Regions from separate parts of the Sus scrofa genome. Here region 1 is linked to region 2. The links are chromatin contacts, called in public HiChIP or PLAC-seq maps. All regions are on one chromosome and are shown on one strand. The core of a region is the stretch at or near the end of the contact, and the rest is flanking DNA. Distances in the headings are between cores, read along the strand shown. Region 1 overlaps SLC9A9 (sodium/hydrogen exchanger 9). Region 2 overlaps SLC9A9 (sodium/hydrogen exchanger 9).

Evidence for each region. HiChIP or PLAC-seq counts read pairs in DNA pulled down with a chosen protein or histone mark.
Region 1: a contact with region 2 is called in an H3K27ac HiChIP or PLAC-seq map of alveolar macrophages. The contact joins two enhancer-like sites. A contact is called at or near these places in 2 of 47 Hi-C or Micro-C datasets (both in embryonic fibroblasts) and 1 of 2 datasets of contacts at active chromatin or transcription factors (alveolar macrophages).

What each region holds. Positions count from the first base shown.
Region 1 is chr13:84,434,849-84,437,598 of Sscrofa11.1, reverse strand. The region is part of intron 7 of SLC9A9 (sodium/hydrogen exchanger 9); the gene reads left to right. Among named protein-coding and RNA genes, the nearest start is that of C13H3orf58, 200 kb to the left of the region's middle. Within about 2 kb of position 1,283, at least 10 of the 83 cell types and tissues checked have an H3K27ac peak or open chromatin away from gene starts, as enhancers often do. A contact at or near this core is called in alveolar macrophages, where this site is marked.
Region 2 is chr13:84,002,151-84,005,094 of Sscrofa11.1, reverse strand. All of the region lies in intron 17 of SLC9A9 (sodium/hydrogen exchanger 9), which reads left to right. Among named protein-coding and RNA genes, the nearest start is that of CHST2, 180 kb to the right of the region's middle. Within about 2 kb of position 1,329, at least 15 of the 83 cell types and tissues checked have an H3K27ac peak or open chromatin away from gene starts, as enhancers often do. A contact at or near this core is called in alveolar macrophages, where this site is marked.

The sequences.
Region 1 (2,750 bases), core at 34-2,533, 430 kb before region 2:
CACTTCACAATAGTGGTCAGAACTCTTCTTTTGAAGTGAAAAGGCCTTTTGAAGTATTTAATTAGTAGGGTTTAAGAGCTACAGTTCCTTTCAGAACCTGCTTCCACTTCAGGTAACAACAAGGTGGAGAGAAAATTCAGAAACAACCATGGAGTCCTTGGGCTTATAGAATAAACTACACATGACTCAACTTGGAATTTGAAGCCCTTCCACCTAGAACCTTTCTTCTCAAATATCTATATTTGATTATACTGTCTTTTAATCCATAAGTTTGAGTATACCAGAAATAAATTTTCCTTGACTCTCTTTCCTATTACTAAAATGGGTTTCTGTTTTGAGGCTTTAATATCCTGTCTGGGTGGCTGACTGCATCTCTCTCAGGGATCATGTCCAAGGAGACTATGGAACACCAGGGTATCAGGGGTAAGGGGCCTCCTGGATGTTATCTGGGCAATTAGCATTCACAGAGACACCATAGGCCGGACTTCAGGATATACATTTCACCTGTATATCTTACGTGTCTTGGCAGCAAAGTCTCACCAAGGCTGCCAGCAGCCTGAATCTTGTGTGTGCCATTCTGGGATTCATGTGAAGCATTCTGCTGCCTCCCCAACACACACACACACACACACACACACACACACACACACACACACACACACTCACACACACACACTCTCACACACACACACACACTCTCTTTCTCTCTCTCTCCCTCTCTCTCTCTCTCTCTCTCTCTCTCTCTCTCTCTCTCTCTCTCTCTCTCTCTGGGGATCCTCTGAAGCAGCCTTGGACCCATATACTTATGCTGGAGGCTCAGCTATGTCTCAGCAGCCCGTCTGGCTCTCCTCGAGCACTTCCTCTTCTATTTTTGCTGCCCAGACTGGATGGAAGTCTGGAAAGGAGGTTGCTTCTTCCTGTCTACTAATTTAGGAAAGGGATGTGGTCATTTCTCCACCCTCTGGTAAGTGAAGAGAGAAGTTGAAGTCTTCTACTGGTTGCAGAAAAGTGATGACAATAGCAGAAAAGAGTCTGAGTAGTTTCTGCTACTTTCGCAGCCAAAAACATGACAAGGAATGGCAATCAGAATAGAAAAGAAATCATAATGTCTTATTAACTAAGTCCATCCCAATGTCAATAAAATTCCTGTTATAATTAAGGAGTTTCCTGGGTTTTCAATCACAAGTTAGCCTGAAATGGGACAGTTCATTGTAGAGGATAAATTTCCATTCAGTCTCTTTATTCTCAAGCTTGAGATGTCAGCCTTTCCCCCATGGTACCTAACTCTCCGTAGGGTCAGGGTGTCTGTCAGTGTGTACATGTATGTAACTAATAAGGATAGTGGTAATATGAAAAGGCAATCTAGTCACTGCTTCACTTCCCTTCTCTGGTACACACCATGCACCATATGTGATTGAATCAGAGTACCACCCATGTCATAAGAAGAAAATAAATATCATAAAAAATACCTCTTCCTTCGAGTTCCCATCGTGGCTCAGTGGTTAACGAATCTGACTAGGAACCATGAGGTTGCAGGTTTGATCCCTGGCCTAGCTCAGTGGGTTAAGGATCTGGCATTGCTGTGAGCTGTGGTGTAGGTTGCAGACATGGCTCAGATCCCGTGTTGCTGTGGCTCTGGTGTAGGCCCAGCAGCTACAGCTCCGTTTAGACCCCTAACCCGGGAACCTCCATATGCTGAGGGAAGCGGCCCTAGAAAAGGCAAAAAGACAAAAACAAAACAAAACAAACAAACAAAAAACCTCCTCCTTAACATGGTTGAAACTCAGTGGACATTGGTTCTATATAGAGAATACTGCTTTCTTGTTCCCCACAGGTACTCTCAGCCATTATAATTCAGGCCTGGTATGAGATTCCCTTGCCTCTTTGCATTGTTGTGATGTATGGACTATTTGTGTCTCCCTCCCAAAATTCATATGTTGAAGCCTTATCATGTGGGTCCATGGTATTCTGAAGGACCTACCTCCAGATACCATACCAAATGATGGTATCTGGAGGTGGATCTTTTAGGAGATAATTAAATTTAGAAGATGACATAAAGATAGGATCCAGTGATAGGATTAGCGTCCTTAGAAGAAGAAGAGAGACCAGTGCTTGTTCTCTCTCTGCCAATATGAGGACACAGTGAGAAAGCAACCATCTGCAAGCCAAGAAGAGGGCTCTCACCAGGAGTGGAATCTACCAGCATCTTGATCTTGGATGCCCCAGTCTCTAGAACTATGAGAAATAAATGTCTGTTGCTTAAGCAACCCAGTGTATTGTATTTTGTTATAGAGGTTCAAGCTGGAATATTACATAATGTGTGCTTGGAATCAGGGCTCCAGGTGGAACATAATGGGTGAGGCCTTTTCCATTCTATAGACCTTTTGATCTGATCTTTGCCATTTTGATAGGTAAAAATATTAACATTTCTCATTGTGAATAGGGCTGAGCATCTTTAAATTTGTTTAAGATCCGGAGTTCCCGTCGTGGCGCAGTGGTTAATGAATCCGACTAGGAACCATGAGGTTGCGGGTTCGGTCCCTGCCCTTGCTCAGTGGGTTAACGATCCAGCGTTGCCGTGAGCTGTGGTGTAGGTCGCAGACGCAGCTCGGATCTTGCATTGCTGTGGCTCTCTGGCATAGGCTGGTGGCTATAGCTCTGATTCGACCCCTAGCCTGGGAACCTCCATATGCCGCGGGATTGGCTTAAGAAAAAAAAAAAAACACAAAAAGACAAAGAAAAAAAAATTT
Region 2 (2,944 bases), core at 80-2,579:
ATGAATTTATGAATTTATGTTGAAGTCACAAGCCAAAACCAGTGGCCACCGTTCCAGTGGCCACTAAGAATCGACCATAGTTGCTGTCTTCCCACAAAGAACTAAGGGACTTCTAAGTCCCCTTTCTCCCAATTGCCCTCTTTCCCTCTTTCAGCTGACGATATAAATATTTTCTGGAAATCAGTGCCAATAAATGCCCAGTGGAGTATTTTTGGTTTGGCTCTCTAAAGACGAACCCTGTATGAATAGTCTTTCTGTTAAGAAATGAAGCAGCTAGATTTTTAAAAGTACCTCTTTAGGGGCCCAAGGGGCATTATCTGAACTGGCCTGAATCTAGTCTTTTTTGACTTTTGAGGGAGGTGAGATGGGTATAGCAAGTTCTGTAAGGGAAATTTCAGAGGTCACTCGGACTTCCAGGTTTAGCACAACAAAAAATGGGGTCGAAAACTGGTTCTGCCATTAACTGTGAGGCATGGAGCAGGTCATTTATAAATACCCCTTTGAGGCTGAGTTTGCTCATATATAAAAAACCAGTAACAGGATTTACTGTGGTGGCGCAGTGGAAATGAATCCGACTAGGTACCACAAGGTTGCAGGTTCGATCCCTGGCCTTCCTCAGTGGGTTAAGGATCTGGCATTGTTGTGAGCTGTGGTGTAGGTCACAGACGTGGTTCGGATCTGGTGTTGCAATGGCCGTGGCATAGGTCAGCAGCTATAGCTCCGATTAGACCCCTAGCCTGTGAACCTCCATATGCTGTGGGTGCGGCCCTAAAAAGCAAAAAATAAATAAAAATAAAAAATAATAACAAATAAAAAACCAATGACAATATCTTTTCAAAGTAAGGTATGCAAATCTCACATCTCACCTGAGATTAAAACCAGACACTCTTTCTTTCCTGTAAAGTGACATCTGGTTCTGAGCCTGACATTCATGTTCCTTCATGACCTGGTCCTTCCTACTTGCTCTAACCTCATTGCCACCACTGGGCTGCCTCTTAACCGCTTTTCACACAAACGCTCCAGCAACACTGACAGTCATACTGTTTCCCACCTCTGCTCCTTTGCACACACGATTCCTGTGCCAAAGCCATTCTCTCCCCTTATTCCACCTTCCCCCACCCACCCCAAAACCACCTGGAACAGGGAAAACATTTGCTCATCATTGAAATCTCAATTCAAATATCACTTTCGATGAGCAGCTTTTCCCAAACACCTCTCTACACACAGCCCTCCCACACCACACACGGGCTTCTCTGTAGAATCTCTGGCTCTGAGACACAAGTCTTGCTTTAGTCTACCTGCACTTTGCTCTAAGTCATCTGCCCAAGACCCCATGGGCTCCCTTTTCCAACTTGCACAAAGGCTGCAGATAGGCTGGCAGTGGCCCTGGAGGAAGAAGGGTCTGTGGGGACAGGAAGTCAGCTTAAGAGTCCATGTGTCACTGGCGGAAATGCCTGGGAGTCAGGAGGGGAAATGCCTGGAGCTGGAGTAGAGGCTCTGCTGGGAGGGGGAGGGGCAGGATGTGGCGGCTGGAAAGGGAGGGCAGGGAGTGCTGCCAGGAGTCGTGGTCTTGGTAGTGGCTGTCTGGGGCTTAACTAAGGTGGATTTGTAAGGTGGGAGGGACTGAGAGGATAACGGAGAACAAAGAGGATTATGTAATTTAAAAATATCCAACTCCAGAAAACAGGATGAACCCTGACAGTGACCCACTTCACTTGCATCGTTTTGGCTTTTCCCTCCAATTCTGCCTCATTCAGACCTGAACCACTCCTGTCTGTCCTCAGCCAGGGGACCTATTGTCCAGGCCCCTGGGTGGGTCTGTCCCCATGACAACTCTCCCTCTCCCCACCTCCTTCTTCCTGCCTTTACTCCCTTCCTCCATTTTCAACTTCCCTCAGTCCCTCATCAGTCACTGCTTTAGTCTTTCTCTCTGGTCATGTTCCCCTTTTTTTATGGCTGTTTCAGGGGCCCTCTCCTCCTTCCTGACCCACACAAACCTCACTCAGGTCTTCTGGCTTTTTCTGCATCTCCTTATTGGTTTTTTCAGCCTTTCACTTGATATCCTTTCAATATTTATTGGCATCAACACTTTATTTTTATCTACTTTTTCCCTTCAGTATTGTTTCCCTTCTGGAAAATGTTGGCTCCTCTGTGCTGCTGATGTTACTTCTTTCTGCCTCTTCATTTGTTGGACTGGCTCTCTTAAGCACCTACTACGTTCTGGGCAGTGTGCTAAGTGCTAAGGAAACAAAGCTGTATGAGCCCGTTTTATACGCTGAAGTGTTAGGCAATCATCCAGAAGAAGTGTGGGCTTGGGACCAAGTGGACCATTGGAAAGTCGTGGGACATTTCCATTGGGGCGTGCAGTGGTGGGGCAGCGTCAAGAAAAAGACTGACCCTGCCAAGCCTGTGAAACCACAGCTTTTTAAAAAACCATTTCCGCCCTCTTGCTGATTTCGCTGAATCTCTGGGGTGTGTTAAGCCTAAACTTTGTTTGACTAGAACAGAAAGCAACTGGTACCCTTGAGAGAGAAAGAAAACTATAGTTTAAATGGGCCAGGTTTTCAAGACTCACAACGTATACATTTTTTGCATAAAAGTCCAGATTCATTAGCAAATCAGAACAATTTTGGAGACGTGCAGCTGGAGTGTTTTGAAGCCTCAGCTGACCATACCCCAGTCCTGTGGTCACTTTGTAGGATTAGCCAGGCTTCGAAAATGAGAAAATATGGAAACATAAACATGAAAAGATTTTCCAAGGTCACAATGAAGGCGGTAATGGAGGGGATTAGAAGCTAAATGCTCTCTCCTGAGCCTATTTCTGAGCTACTGTACAGCACAGCTTCCTGAATGCAGATGTTAAACAGTTTTTTGCCTTTAAAATAAGAGTAAAAAAAAATTCTGATTTTGGCCATATTTCAGAGCAGATCTCCCAGGGAAAAGA